Linked DNA regions of Rattus norvegicus: region 2 is linked to region 1. A link is a contact called in public Hi-C data. All regions are on one chromosome and are shown on one strand. The core of a region is the stretch at or near the end of the contact, and the rest is flanking DNA. Distances in the headings are between cores, read along the strand shown. Region 1 holds the start of Hoxd9 (homeo box D9). Region 2 has its middle 64 kb from the start of Hnrnpa3.

The links. Hi-C and Micro-C count contacts between places; a contact is called where the count stands out from the background.
Region 2: a contact with region 1 is called in a Hi-C map of mammary epithelial cells, with 5 times the contacts expected there. The contact joins the enhancer-like site here to the promoter of Hoxd9 in region 1. A contact is called at or near these places in 8 of 12 Hi-C or Micro-C datasets (the A7r5 cell line, the Rat2 cell line, Schwann cells and 5 more).

Annotation. Positions count from the first base shown.
Region 1 is chr3:80,005,013-80,012,908 of GRCr8, forward strand. It overlaps Hoxd9 (homeo box D9), which reads left to right and starts at 2,994. Exons shown (of 2, transcript NM_001173469.2): 1 at 2,994-3,852; 2 at 4,200-5,174. The coding sequence starts at 3,063. The coding sequence ends at 4,441. Hoxd10 (homeo box D10) reads left to right here. Exons shown (of 2, transcript NM_001107094.1): 2 at 1-144.
Region 2 is chr3:80,917,847-80,925,742 of GRCr8, forward strand. No RefSeq gene overlaps it. Among named protein-coding and RNA genes, the nearest start is that of Hnrnpa3, 64 kb to the right of the region's middle. Within about 2 kb of position 3,750, at least 8 of the 93 cell types and tissues checked have an H3K27ac peak or open chromatin away from gene starts, as enhancers often do.

The sequences.
Region 1 (7,896 bases), core at 1,744-4,243:
TGTCCTTGGTGAAATGGATTATTGACTTATGCCTTGTAGCCTTTCCTTGTGGTGCATCTGTGGTTTGGTAGAAATACAAGAGCAACCTGTGCTTTTTTGTGCATGTTCTGGTCGCATGTGTAATGCAATAAACTCTGGAAATGAGTTTGTTCCCTCTGCTTTCTGAAATGGAAATACGTCCCTTTGGGGAGGGTCTCTTGTGACTAAACTGCTCTTCGGGGGCAGTTGAGTAGGGGCGTTGGGGGGGGCAGGAGAAAGGAGATGGGAAGAGAAAGGCTGGAGGAGACCTAGGGTGCTAGAGTATGAGCATGATGGAGTGAGAAGAGTTTATGATTCAGCCTGGGAGTTCAGTCTTCTTAACTGGGAAGACTGTTCTCTCTTCCCCCACACCCTAATCTTACTAATATAATTGCATCCTCAATGGGATGAGCCTTCCTCTACCTCAAGCCTGGAGCCTGGTAAGTAAGCCTATGCCCTATGCCAGTTTTTGCCCTCAGTTCCCCACCTGTATGTTTTCTTCTCTTTGGTTTTGGTTATGTTATTTTTTAATGCTTTCAGTGAGCTCTTGGTGACTTCTGGCTGGGGAATCCATCTTCAGGGGCTAGGTTGAAACTAGTATTGCCTACCTGGAACCTGCCTGGCCGCCATTGCAGGAACAAGCAACAGCTTGGCATGGCACTGGATCCAATGGTGCCCCCCCCACCCCCTTTCTCTTTCCCACCTGCCCCAAGCTCAAGACAACCAGACCCAGCGAAGCCAAGGTTGGGTGAGTTTTCTCATTTTACTTTACCTTGGTTCTTTTTCCTTCCGAAATGGATTAATATTCAGTCATTGCCTTTGAGTGGCCCACATTAACTTTTGAAAGGAAAAATGGAAATATTCCCCCAGTCAAATCTCTCACTATTTAGTTACAAAACACTCATCGAAGCCCTCTCTGAGCTGTCAGGTGACTGAAAGAATTTGCAAGTGACCATGACTTCCCAACAAGTCTGTCCAATGGGCCTTTTACACACATAGATTGGAAAATTCAAACCAGCTTCTGTAGAATCCCCACCGTTGAACCCACATCCATCCAGTGCTGCCAGGAAAAGGGAAAGAGGTTCTTGTGGAGAGAGGTGACTAAACTCATTGCCCCAGGTCCGGCCTGTGGTTTTAGCCCATCTTCAAAGAATTTCACAAAACAGGATTTTTGTTTTCTTTTAAATACAGGCCCTTTTCCTCTCAAAGAACGGTCCATTTAGTATCTCTGCGCTTCAGAGCCCCCATCCAGACATTCTTTGGGATGCTCAGTATTTATTCTTTTAAATTTCCGCTCCCAAATCCCAAATCCTCCCAAATCCCAAGCCGGGTCCCTTTAGGGGCATATTTTCTGAGGCTAGCAGAGAGAGATGTCTGACTCAGTACTAGCTTGAGAGGTCTGGGATAAATCTGCCCCTGACTTACCTTGGATGGGCATAAGAAGTAGAGTAATTTTAACCCCTGCGTCTGTCTTTCCCAGCGATGTGGGGAGCACCATTAGTCGCTGATAGGGGGAAACCTGTGCTACAGGAAAAGGGCAGGCCCCTGAAACAAAATCAGAAAGACATTCGCAAAGGCAATCAATCAGGCCCTAAGGAGCCATTTACCCGCTTTCTTTCCGGGGCTAGAGGTGGGCTGGGAGCCCTCCAAGGGTGCTCTGGGCAACTTGTAGAGCGAGGGATATGTTCTCTCAGCCGCCGCAGGCTGGCGTGCGGCTTTTGTCTCCGGGCTAGGCTTTGTACCATGGATTTGGGAGTGACAATGGTCATTTCTCTCAGATTCAAGGCTGCCCGGCCTTACTTCTCAAGGCAAGTGGGGAAAACTGGAAAGGGGGTGGATCAAAGACCTCTTATTCCTTCTGGATTTTGAAGACATCCTTAGAATCCGTTTGCAGGCCTCTCAGTGTGAATGTCACGCAGCGACCCTACCTTCGGAGATGCGGTTCCTGCAGGCCTCACTGAGACTGGGCTAATTTGGCTAGTGAGAACCGGCCTCACTGGCCTTTGGGTTTTCCCCTCTGTGGCATGTTTTCTTCCAGGGCCATTCCAGAAGGCTAGGAAAAGATGAGGCATCATGGCCACCACTGTCAGCTGCTTTGGACTTCAGTGCTCGCTACCTAACCGAGGGCAGAGAGACACCCCTTGGAGGCTGCCCCTTGGAAGCCATGCTGAGCTGGATCAGGCCCTGGAGTCCAGTTGACCCAGCTCACCCCTTGAGCCTCGGGTCGTGTGCCTAGCCTCACGTTGAGGGTGTGCGTGTAGCTGCCCGGGGAGTGTGTGAGTGTGGTAGAGGGAGGGGGCCCTCCGAGCTGCTCCATCCGTCCGTTTTATTAGGGACACATTAATCTATAATCAAATACACCTCATAAAATTTTTATTGAAAGGCATAATATCATTACAGAGGTCTTCCACCTGTTTTAAACAACACGACAAGCTGTGAGAGAGCGTGTGTGGGTATGTGTGGGGAGGGGTGGGTTTAGGTAAGAAAAGAGGCTAGGGGAGAACGACTCCCTTTGGGCGACAGGGGGCCCGCCCCGTAAGGCCCGCCTGCCTGGGGCAGCACCGGCCGGGGAGCCTCCAACTGCTCCCGGCTTTGGATAATCGCCTAGGTGTGACTTAGAAGCCCGGCCCACGGCTCAGAGCCCAGGAGTCGGAGAGCCAGAGTCCGGGTGGAGATCGCAGGACCCAGAGAGGCAAGAAGAGATGAACAAATAGTCCCCAGCGCCTCCTGCGGCCGCAGTTAGGCCTGTGGTCGCCGCCGCCACCAGGGCGGGCTGAGTCGGGCCAGGCCGAGCTGGTGCGTGGACCTGGGCCCGGCAGCTCTAATTGCAACGCTCCTGTTGATGATGATTTTTTTTTTTAAATCACAGCAGCCCCCAGTTTAGCGGACTGATTTACTCCGGGTATTGGTAAATATGATCACGTGGGCCGCGCGACCAATGGTGGTGGCTGCAGCCTGCGAACTAGTCGGCGGCTCGGGCGCCGGCGAGGAGCCGCTCGGCGGTGGGCAGTGTAACCTTGGGTGGGAGCGCGCGGTGCCTCAACATGTCGTCCAGTGGCACCCTCAGCAACTACTACGTGGACTCGCTCATAGGCCATGAGGGCGACGAGGTGTTCGCCGCGCGCTTTGGGCCACCGGGGCCGGGGACACAGGGTCGGCCCGCAGGTGTGGCCGATGGCCCGGCCGCCGCCGCCGAGTTCGCCTCGTGTAGTTTTGCCCCCAAATCGTCCGTGTTCTCCGCCTCGTGGTCCGCGGTGGCCGCCCAGCCCCCGGCGGCGGCGACGATGAGCGGCCTGTACCACCCGTACGTGTCCCCGCCGCCCCTGGCCGCCGCCGAGCCGGGCCGCTACGTACGCTCCTGGATGGAGCCGCTGCCCGGCTTCCCCGGCGGCGCGGGCGGTGGCGGTGGCAGTGGTGGCGGCGGTGGCGGAGGTAGCGGAGGCCCGGGTCCCGTTCCCAGCCCCGGCGGTCCAGCCAACGGGCGCCACTACGGGATTAAGCCTGAAACCGGAGCAGCCCCGGCCCCCTCTGCAGCCTCCACTTCCTCCTCCACCTCCTCGTCCTCCTCCTCCAAAAGGACTGAGTGCTCCGCGGCCCGCGAGTCCCAGGGGAGCGGCGGCCCAGAATTCCCGTGCAACTCGTTCCTGCGGGACAAGGCGGCAGCGGCGGCGGCGGCGGCGGCAGGGAACGGGCCCGGGGTGGGAATCGGGACCGGGCCTGGGACGGGAGGCTCGTCCGAGCCCTCAGCTTGCAGCGATCACCCGAGCCCGGGCTGCCCGCTGAAGGAGGAGGAGAAGCAGCCGCCGCAGCCGCCGCAGCAGCAACTTGACCCAAGTAAGTGCAAAAGAAATTGCCCCCTGATTTATTGCTGAAACCTGTAAGGCTCGAATGTGCAAAACTGATAGTTTTACTAACCTATAAAAACGTCTAGACGCCTACCCAAGCCTAGGCGAGCAACACGTATCCATAAAAAAGCTTCCCATAACCACCTACCTTGGGCGCGCGGTTTGTACGGTAAACAGAGCGCGGGCATTAAGGTTTTTTATGATAATTCCCCCAAGTTGTGAAAAGCGTCCATCCTTGGTGAAATTAATTTAACGACCTCTCTTCCCCACCCTGTCGTCTCTCCCTGCCTCCCCTCCGCCCCTCGCTCCCTTGTCTGCAAACCCCCCTCTTCCTAGACAACCCTGCAGCGAACTGGATCCACGCTCGCTCCACCCGGAAAAAGCGCTGTCCCTACACCAAATACCAGACGCTAGAGCTGGAGAAGGAATTCCTCTTCAACATGTACCTCACCCGGGACCGGCGCTACGAGGTGGCCAGGATTCTGAACCTTACAGAGAGACAAGTCAAAATCTGGTTCCAGAACCGTAGGATGAAAATGAAAAAGATGAGCAAGGAGAAATGTCCTAAAGGAGACTGACCCAGTGCGGGTCAGGCCTGCAGCGCTCAAAAGGCAGCGGGTTTTGGTTTTTTGTTGTTGATTGTTTTCTTTGTGGGTGCTTGATTCAGAAACTCTGCAGCGATTCGGACATTCTTCTTTTTTTTTTAGGTAGAAGTGACTGTGTGGTTGGTCTCTGTGAGTTATTTGGGGGACGCTGTATTTGCTCGCATATGTATTGGAGAATCCAAGTGGCTTTGGAGTCTTGTCCTATCTCACTCCCTCCCTTTCCCACTCCCTTGGTTCCTTAGGAAATGCTTTATTTTGTGAGTGCACGCAGGCTTGATGGAGCCCTATCCTGTGTAAATGTTCCTCATGTTTCTGGAAAGTGCTGTAGTGTAGTCTCACCCCATCCAGCCTCCCAAACAGGGCCAACTATCTAATTCCGAGAATCTGAAAGAAGAGAAAGACTGTGGACACACACCCCCTCCCCCAAAAAACCCAGCTCAGCTGCAGGAAAACCCCTATCCTCAGGGAGCCCGCGGACTGACTTCCAGAGAGGCCTACCAAGAAGCCCTGGGCCCTGGGACACGAGGTTGGGGTGGGGTTGAGGAGAGGCTTAGTCCTTGGAGCACGGGGAAGCTACTTTCTCCCCAGGAGGGCTGGGCTCCCTGGGGCGGCCTCGGGAGGTGGCCCTCCATATTCCTGCCTGAGGACCAGTTGTAAATGTTACCGCTTCCTACAAATAAATGCTGATCTGAACAAATGGAGCCCAGCCGCTGCCCCTGAACGTTGTGTGACTGCTCTCTGTGTCTTTGCAAAATAACATAACCATCAGACTGTCCCATCCCTGAAAGGGGACACATAGCTAAAGGTTAGAGGCCCTAGCACCTGGAGGGTCTCTGAGGCACCCCGGAGCTTCCCATTTTGTAAGCACACCTGGCTGAAGAGCACAACTGTCGAAGGTGTCTTGGCACTTCCACTCTCCTGCAGTCAGGGCCACAGTGAATTCCCTTAGGCCCTGGGTAAGTCTCTCTGCAGAGCCTCTGGCGCCAGGAACCAGGCATCCTTTTGCTAAGGCTTTGACACACCGCACTTCTGACTTACTTCTATCCTGGAGACCCAGCCGCCAACCCCCATCTCCAAACAAGGGAAAGGGCACTCTGGAGTAACTCCCCCAGGCCGGCGAGGCTGGCTGGCTCCAGGAGGTCCTGGCCGGTTGGGTAGTGAGCTTTCACCCCTCCCCACCAAAGCCCCAATGTGACCTTAGCAGATCAAAATGGTCAAGGCTCTCCTCCCCATACCCTTATCCTGCCGCCCATTCCCTCCACCCAGCTTCTGTGTATGTTTAGCCCCCAGCTTGGCCCTCTGAGGCCGCTTTGAGAGGCTAAAATGAAGGTCATTGTGAGGGTTCAGGCGAATCACTGGCGTTGTAGGCCCTAGAGGAGGCCGCGGCGCCGGGCAGCCTGGGTTGGGCGGAAGGCAGGGGTGATGGTCGAGATCTTGGGGATCCTGATGAAAGAGGGGGACTCCAAGAAAAAGCAGATGGGGGCTGGGAGGGAAAGCCAAGGCCCAGATCCGGCCGAAGGTGCTGCATCCTCCGCCCATTAGGCCAGGCGGATACCTACAGCTCTTTGAAAACAGGAAGAGCCAAGGTGTCATAAAGCCATCGAGCCGGCGAGACGTCTGGAGGTAATGAGTTTACGACAGCCCAGGCGCTTCGCTTTGAAACCATCTCATTTTGATGTTTGTGGGAGGAAAAGAAAAATGCAGACAAAACTGGGTCTTAAAATCTGGACAATAAAATATAAACAAGACCTGGACCAAGAAGGAAAGGGCTTGGAAGCCCCCCAGTGAGGTGTGAGCATCCAGGAAATAAAAAATGAGAGGTGATATATTTCTGATTTTTAAAATTGAGCGAACGTTAGAGGTATTCTATGGCCGGTGGCTCTTTAATATTTTGACTGTGGCCATGATGTGTCTGGTTCTTTTAATAAGAAAAATAAGACAATAATGACACTATGCTGTTACTTGAGATGGGGGTGGGGGGAGGCAGGGTAGTGATCTTGGGCCATTTATTCAAGCAAGCATCTCTTAGAATTATGTCTTCACGGGTTCTCCACTCCACATTTCAGGCAAAATATAGAAGTTTGTTCGCTTATTACAGATACAGTCATTTAAGCTAAATTGGGAAAAAACATTTCTGAAAATGAGAGACAAATTAATTTAGCAAGAAACACACTGATTCTTTTAAAAAAAGACAAGTAGACCACTTATCCAATTCTGTTCAGTCTGTCACTTATACAACTTTAAAAAATTCGCATTTATCGTCTGGAGAAATTTGAATAAACATAAGCCCAACAGGGACTTTCCAAACAGGCACTTGACATGCAGCAAAAGCTTCTAATTTGACTTTAATCCATTCCAAATTATTCAGTTAAATACAAAACATTACAATTAGAAAGTTGAATTAGCAAATACTGATGATTTAATGTTGTAGCAGCCTTTAAAAGAAAAACAGTATTTGACTTCCAGAAATTTTTTAGCTGTCAAAGTGCCTGGTTTCTTTGAAAAAGTGTCTCACCAATTAATATTTTTAAGGTTTTGATTTTTTAAACCTTGCCTGTCCTATAATTGTGCCTTGAAAGCACAGCTGGGAGATTACAGAATGGGGGACTTGCGGTGTCTGGCAAAAGACCGGGCTGGAAGCTTTTGGCAAACAAGCTACTAGCAAGCTCTTGTGAGCACAAATGGGAATTTCCTCTGCATTCAGGAGTCCCGGTTCGCTGAACTTGACTTGTTGACAGTCAAGGAGATGAAGCATTATTAGTGTCAGCGGTCCAAGCCCAAGTCAAACTGAAGAATTAAGATTAGAATTGGTTTGAAGCAAATGAAAGGAAAATCAAACTCTGTTGGCTTGCGACCGCATTTGGCCACTAGATAGCGCTGTTGCTCCACTTTCTGACCTCGTGAGCGTTGTGGTGCAGGAAGGTTTTGATTAAAAATATTTACAATCTTCCTTTTAATCTTAAATTAGGATAAATTTAACAAAAATAAACAACAAGAACTATTAAATTCTCAAGCCGTGCTAGTCAGGCATAAAATTTTGGCTCAGTCAGCATTTCAGAAAATCTGGACTGTAGTGCAGAAACTATAAACTGTTAAGTTAATGCATTGTATCAAAACAGATATTGACGAAGTTAACCAGCTTTTCTTTTCGGACAACAGACGGAATGCTTAAATAACATTGAAAAAAACCTACATACTTTGTCATCAGAAGAAACGTGTTGTGATTTAAAAATTAGGCCTGACTATGTAGATATGACTGCCATGTTCATGGACATCCGCCCAAATATCTGGAGTTTTAAAAGGTGACGCCTGTTTCTGAGATCTGGGTTCTCAATATTGCCCCCATTCCAGTCCCAAACCTGTTCATTCAGTCAAGGTAAATACACCCACGAACATCCAGGACAAACAGTGGAACAAAAAGGGCACAA
Region 2 (7,896 bases), core at 2,500-4,999, 910 kb after region 1:
ATTATCATCTATAAGTCTATTGTCCTATAATAGTGCTTGTGAGGAAGATCAGTAATTGTTATCAATAATATCTTTTATGATCCCAGATCAATAAAAATCTATGGTAAGGGTACTAGTTCACAGGTATAGTTATACCTAAAAAAGAAAAGTTGAAAGGGCATATGTGAAAGTAATGACTTTTTTTCTAAATAGTAGAATTACAAGGGGGCCGTTTATATCTTCTAAATGTCTACATTCATATGTTTTACTTGTTTAAGTAATAAGTACACCAGAGAGAGACTTCCCCCAAGCTAGATCTTTGTGTCGCTCTCTCAGGAGGCAGAAGCAGGTCAAGCTCTGATTTTGAAGTCAGCCTGGTCTACATAGCAGCTTGCAAGCCAGTCAGAGCTACATAGTGAGATCTTGTGTGTGTGTGTGTGTGAGAGAGAGAGAGAGAGAGAGAGAGAGAGAGAGAGAGAGAGAGAGAGAAGAAGAAGAAGAAGAAGAAGAAGAAGAAGAAGAAGGAGGAGGAGGAGGAGGAGGAGGAGGAGGAGGGAGGGAAAGAAGGGAGGGAGGGAGGAAGGAAGGAAAGAAAGAAAGAAAGAAGAAAGGAAGGAAGGAAAGAAGGAAGAAAGGAAGGACAGAAGGACAGAGAGGCAGAGGGACAGAGGAGCAGAGAGACAGAAGGACAGAGTGGCAGAGGGACAGAAGGCCAAAGAGAGAGAGGAAATTAAGGAAAGAAACTGTTTTCAAGCTGAGGCTGAGCAAGTGACTGGCACAAGCACACAGACCTGACTGAGTTCATAAGAACTGGAGTTAGAGCTAGAGGACAAAGACAAGCAGATTCCAGGGGATCACAAGGTAGCCAGCCTAGCCAAAATGGCAAACTCCCTATTCCAGGAAACGCTCTTGTCTCAAAGACTAGAGTAGAGAGAGATGAGGAAGACAAAGGATCGACAGCCTCTCGTGTCCACGTGAACACTCCTGTACACATGTCGAGCACTCCTGCACACCCGGTGAGCACTCCTGCACACACACATACACTATACAAAGAAAGGAAGGAAGTGAGAGAAGAGAGGCAGGGTGGGGTCTCAACCGCATGGCGCTTAGCTCTGCAGCAATATACCTCACACCTGGGTGACCTAGGAGAGTAAGGACTTGATTTATTTCTTCCATCTCTGACTAAACCAAGCTACCAAGGAAAATCAGAGGCAAAACTAATCAAAACACAAAGGCTATGATCTCAGTTTCTGTTACTAAGGCTCATTGACTCTTCTATTCAATAAATACTCAGCATGCATCGAGAATCTCAGAAGCACAAGGGCATGTGCACGGGTCCTGCTATGACAATAGGAACCCACTTTTAAAGGCTGTGCTACAAGGAACATGCATGAAAGATGAATCCCCTTTCATTGTGAGAAGTAGGAAAGTGTCATCAAACCACAGGAAAAGTTCAGTTGAGACTCAATGTTGGAAAGATGAATTCTTGAGCTCTTACTTGGATTCTTACCCTGTACAAAAACCAGCTCCGGCCATGAGAGATGGCTCAGTGGTTAAAATCATTTGCTGCTCTCCCAGAGGACCAGGCTTTGATACCCAGCACTCACATGGTGGCTCACAGGAAAACAATTCCAAATGGATTCTCGGCCACCACACACACGTATGGTACACAGACATACATACAGGCAGAACGCTCATACACACAAAATAAATTTTTAAAAAATAAATGAGTAATGCCATCTCCCCTCTTCCTTAAATACCTGGCACAAAAGCACTAAGTTCCCAGGAGCTTAATAATATGATATTAAATAATACGATATGAATAATGGACTGGACATTCAAGGGAGAATCTAGCAAGACTGAACGACTGGTAAGTAAGAGTTAGAATATTCTGTTCCTAGAAGAGAAAGCTAGGGTTGAATTAGCCACCCTGTTCTTTCTGTAGAGATCTGATGGAAATACTGTTGCATTCTTCGTACTTGTTTTTCTATTTCGTTTTCCAGACAAAGTCTCACCGAGCCCTATCTGGCCTCCTCCTCACTATGTGTGTATCCAGAGTCTGGCCTTGGCCTCCTGCACCTTCTTCTGTTTAGGTCACAGTCATGAGGTACCATGGGGTCAGAGTTACAGTTTTATATTAGAAATATCTAAAACTGTCTGGCTTATAAATTCAGACCAGGGAAATGGACCATTAAATGCTATAATGGATAACAACAATAAAAACAAACAAAAGCACAACTAAAATAAATTTTCCTGAATGATTTTGCAGATGAGCAAGCTTGTCAAGGAAGGCTTGCACACAAACCTCTGTGAACTTGGGAGCTGGCTACTTAAGCCACTTCCAAAGCCAAGATCCCACAGTTTTAATGATAAACATGAATAACCAGACAAATTTAGAACCTGTATACAACTGAACAGAAAATTCAACACTCACACTTGTCACAAGAAGTCAGTACCCACAGAATATAAAACTCACCGTGGGTGTACAGGGCACAGATTTCTGGAAAAATCCCAGACTGATTTCTTATTCATATTTGCAAAGCTTTCTGATTATTTTAATTAGTTGCTTATTTAATAATTCAGAATGTCCTAAATACAATCTGATATTAATCCAATATAATTATTTTGGCTCCAAAAATGCATTCAGCTCATTGAATAATGTGTGTGGCTAGAATAAGAAATGTTGATGCAGCTCTTGGCTCTTCGTACATAGCAACTGTCACATTGATCTATTCTTGGCCCATTATTATTATTTTCAATATATAATTGTTATAATGACGTACATGTCATCAAACAGCCTTTACCACCTCTGCCTTTCAAAAAAAACAGAAAGAAAAAAGAAAAAGAAAAGGCAAGGAAAGTTAAAAAAAAAATAGTGAGTGAGGATTCCAAACCTATTGATTTAGTACCAAATCTAAATAAACCCAGAGGCCCTCTCCTTCTGCACATTGAGTTGAACGAGGTCAGACTGGGCATCTTCCAAATGAAGGGCTTAACTGAACTAACTCTTTCATGATAATAATTTATATTTTAAGATAGCCACTAAAAATTGTCATTTAGCAGATCAATTCCATTAAACGCTCTGAACTTCTCCCCAGTTGTTAATCTCATCTATTACAGATGCTGTTCTGCTGGGAAAACTTCAGCTTTAACTTAATACCAAGTTGCAACAATTCTAAGTAGGCCTGGAATACACCGTCCTGTATGTGAAATAAAACCTTGAAAGATCTTAAATCAAGACAACAATTCTAGAATTCCTTGTTCCCCAAAACACAGACAGACCCTAGGGAGGTTTTGGCAATCGGTGTTAGTGGTAAGATACATGGAGTGTGTGTGTTTGAGGTTTTGTTTTTTTTAATGTATCTTTTTAAAATACACGCTTTCTTGTGTCTATAGTAAAGATTCCACTTTTGTAATTATTGATCAAAGACCAATCAACCCTTACACAAACAAAAAGTTCAGGTCCAGATTTTAATATCAAACACGGTGTAACTGAGGAAGTAGCTTCTCTCAGATGGATAAAAATGTGAACCTTGTGCTATCATCTAGGTGAGCGAGGTAAACAGTACGATGGGCTAATATAAAAATAACATATCCATTAATCAGGTAATGGGGAATTTAAGACGAGTCCAGAACCCTCTTCCACGCCCACCACGCCGCATCTGTTTGAAGCTGGGTCTCTGAAGCTATTTTTGCGCGGTGATTTAGCACCACAGTCCTCTGGGTGATAGTTGAGGAAGCAGATGCTGGGGATCTCGGGGCCAGCCTGGCTCTGACTCACGCGTCGGCTCCCGCTTTGTACTCACATGAGAAGGGGTGGAGCGAACGAAAGGCTGACTTCCCGCCCCGCTGCCAGCTTCCTCAAACTTTCCACTTACGCATTTGCCTGCCTTACCAGCTTCGTTTGAAGTTCCCATGCCAAAATCCTGAACGGCATGTTCCCAGGATGCGTTAAATTTAAAAAAAAAAAAAAAATCAGCGGGGATTTTTTCCAACTGAAATTAAAAGTAAACTGAAAACTAAGAAGAGATCTTTTTTTCCTTTTTTCTCCCTTTAATTTTCTTCTTCCCCACCCCCAACGCCCCTTTTGAGTTGTTCCTCACGGAGGATGGCTCATCCTGGTATCTGCAGAAGAAAGATTTGGGTATGAAAATGACATTGAAAATGTTCCCCTCTAAGCGCCAGCCACAATTCCTACCGGGGAATCATAACCCTTCCCAACGTTTCCTATCTCCAGTTATTTACTGTGAAATGATTGAAGCTAATAACATCCACATTTATTTGGAGATAACATTTCAACTGTCAATTAAAAATTAACGTTTATTAAATGTCCACAGGATATAAATCTTTATTCTTTCTTACTGTATCAGAGCTGACAAGAAGACAGGGGCAATGAAATCTATGATGCTTAAATACTTTTTATACTGGGTTTAAAACAGAAACATGGACCATGTTATTGGCTTAGAATGTGGTTTCTCAAGCAGCAGTTTCTATTAAAGCTAAGCTTTTTACAGAGAAATTAAATTCAATAGCCGGAGTTTTACAGAGCTTTCCTGCGAGCTGCCTTTCATTTACTCACTTTAAAACAGTGGGACCTATAAGGGTAATTTTTTAATTCGGATTCTTATTTAAACAAGTGAGATTTTCTTCCCGAGTGCCACTGTAACTTCTGTGACTTAATGACAGCCCGGAATAATTAATTCAGGCTATTTTTACAGTAGGAATATACAGGAATTGTTAAAGTGGATATGAATCTGGTCCCACCAGCTGGGTTTAATCCCAGCGATGTGAATGAATGAAAGACCATCTTCATGGTGACTACCATATTGTTCTTAGGGTAAGGGCTCATCAGTTGACTGGACCCCTTCACGCTCGCTACATAAATATGTCTTAGGTCTGGAAAGATGGCTCAGTGGTTAAGAGCGATGTCTGCTCCTGCAGGGAGCCCAGGTTCCGTTCCCAGCACTGGTGTGGTGGCTCACAAGTGTCCAGAACGTCCGTTCCAGGGGACCTGATATCCTTTTCTGGCCTCTTTGGGCACACATGTGGTGCACATACCTACCTGCAGACAAAACACTTACATGCATAAAGTAAATAAATCTTTTTTACAAATAAGCATTTCCTGACAGCTCCCAGAAGGAAATGTATTGCAGCAATTCGTAACGTCCTGGAGGGGAGTGAGGCCCATGAAATGAAGAAATGTGCTGAGATGCTCAAAACGAACAAAAGAAGCAACTTAGCCTCAGACTTTCCGTGTTTAGGACCTGCCACATCCAACCAAAAGGTATAGAGACCCAGGTGTGTGGGGGGAGCAGTGTAGCTCAGTGATAGCGTTCATAGGTTGGACCCCCAAGCACTAAAAACAAAAGAAATTTTAAAATCCCCAATAATATTTTGCACAAATACTGAAAGAAAAACACATATGGGGGGGGAGGAACATACCTTTGTAGCTATAACCAATGCTTAGTGGTTATACTACCTAATTCAGTAAAATGTACTGAATTCAGAAATTAATCAAATCTGAAGAATTGTCTGGACAGCCAGGCAGAGAGGTAAATTCTCTATTTACATACTTTTTTTTAATGGCTCACAATCCTGGAACTCACTGTGTAAATCAGACTGGCTTTAGACTCACAGAGATTTGCCTGCCTCTGCCTCTGGATGCTGGGATTAAAGGCATGTGTTATCATGCCCAACACACACACACATATACGTGTGCACACACACACATACACACACACACATACACACACACATACACACACACATACACACACACATACACAAACATACACACTCACATACACACATATACACACACACAACACACACAGACACATACACACACACATACACACACACACACACACACGCACGCGCACACACACACTTTCAAAGGCAAGGTATATAACACCATGGTACATATTAGGGAAGGGGAAACTGTTTTAATCAGTGGTTCTCAGCCTGTTGGTATCAACTCCTTGGTAAACCTCTATCTCCAAAAAATATTTGCATTACAATTCAGAACAGTAGCAAAATTACAGTTATGAAGTAGCAGTGAAAATAATTTTAGGGTTGCGGTCATCACAACGTGAGGAGTTGTGTCAAAGGCTCACAGCATTAGGAATGTCGAGAACCACTGCTTTTAATGAACATATCAACCCTGGTATATAGATCATCTCACCTCACCTGTGTCCTAGGCAGTGCCCACAAGGGGAAGACATTCTGTCGTTGTCATGTCCCCCGATCCCATCACATGGCCCACTTAGTATAATACTGAAGGCCAATTCCCTAGCATCTCAAGGGTTAAACTCTTTGTCGTGCATAATTTTGAAAAAGTAAAGCAACCTGCTTAGGCTGGTTCCACAAGGGAACCAACCACTCCATAATGAGGCTTGGCCTCGCCTGTCCCAGTAGGATTAATTTTGTACAGTAGAGCACCTAGATGAATTAGTTTTGCTTTAAATATTGAGTCCTAAAAGAGTTAAAAGGTGGGAGAATATCAATCAATAATTTTTACATTAACTGCTTTGTATATGACAAAACAAAATTAGCTTTGGCATTCTAACCCCTTCATCTGGCATTTCTGACTGGCCCTGAGTTTTGAATAAAGAATCAGACGTCTTAAAAGCCAACGGACACATGCACAGATTTTCCTGGTCCACAATGCTAACTCGCTGCCCTGCTTGTCAGAGATGTTATGATTACCTACCATACATTTTGCAAGACTGTAAACACAATTTCTACTTATTAAAACAATCCTGTCCTGGAAATAAGAATTTGTTCTGTGTGTGTGTGTGTGTGTGTGTGTGTGTGTGTGTGTGTGTGTGTGTGTGTTGTTTTGTTTTAATATTGAAGGTGTTCTGCTTTAAATTTAAGTGAAAATAATAACTTAGTGTCTAATGTTAGGGGGGTTTTTTTATTACATTTTACTTGGTTGTGTTTTCCCAATATCTACCCTTCCCTTTCGTAAAACTGACTTCTACTGAAATACCTTTAAGGAATTAAAATCACTTCTACAAGTAAGAACAAATTTAAACTAAAACTCTAGTGTTTTAACGGTCTTTTCAGGTTAAACACCTATCAAAATGTAAATAGATGATTTCTTTTCAAGCAAGATGAAATCGGGTTTTTAACCTGGCCAATTGCCCGAATAAATAATCTTTAATATTATTTGGTCATCTTTTGGTAATTAAAATGGCATATCACAACCAGTTTGAATTTATATCCATGTGACAAGAAAGTTATTTAAGACATAACTGTGGATAGAGGAAATGTCTCTTTAACAGATTCTTTGACGAATGCATCTAACAGGAAGCAATGGCTTTCAAACGCACATAAAAACAAGAAGCAGTTGAACAGCGCCACCCAGAGGTAAGAAGTATATAACATCTTGAGATTAAATCGCGAACCTTTCTCAGCCGTCCTTACAGCCTTCCAGATGTTTCTCTAGTAACACATCAGACATCGCTGACTCCTGGGTCTGTATTGAAATCTAGCATTTTAGTAGGTAAAACTAAATGTTTTTCTGCTTTATTTCTGCTGGTTAGTTCTTTTCTTTTGAGACAATGAACAAACAGACTGAATAACGGGCAAAAAGCCTTCCAGAAATGCATATAATCCACCTACCTTTCTTTACCTCAACGAAATTATTAGGAAAGTCCGTTTTTAAAAGAACCGTTCTGTCTCTACTCCACTATTCCGTGCACTCCTAATCATGTTTCTGTCTGAGTTTTTTGAACTACTGCATATTTCTGAACCAAGATTATATAACCTTGGAAGAGATCTTAAGAAATCCATTGAAACCCTCCCATCGGCACCATAAAAAGAGGATTACATACATAAGAACCCAGGGCAAGTACAAGAAAACGCGGCAAAGAGTACTTTTATATTATTCTACAGGAACTGTAAATTTGA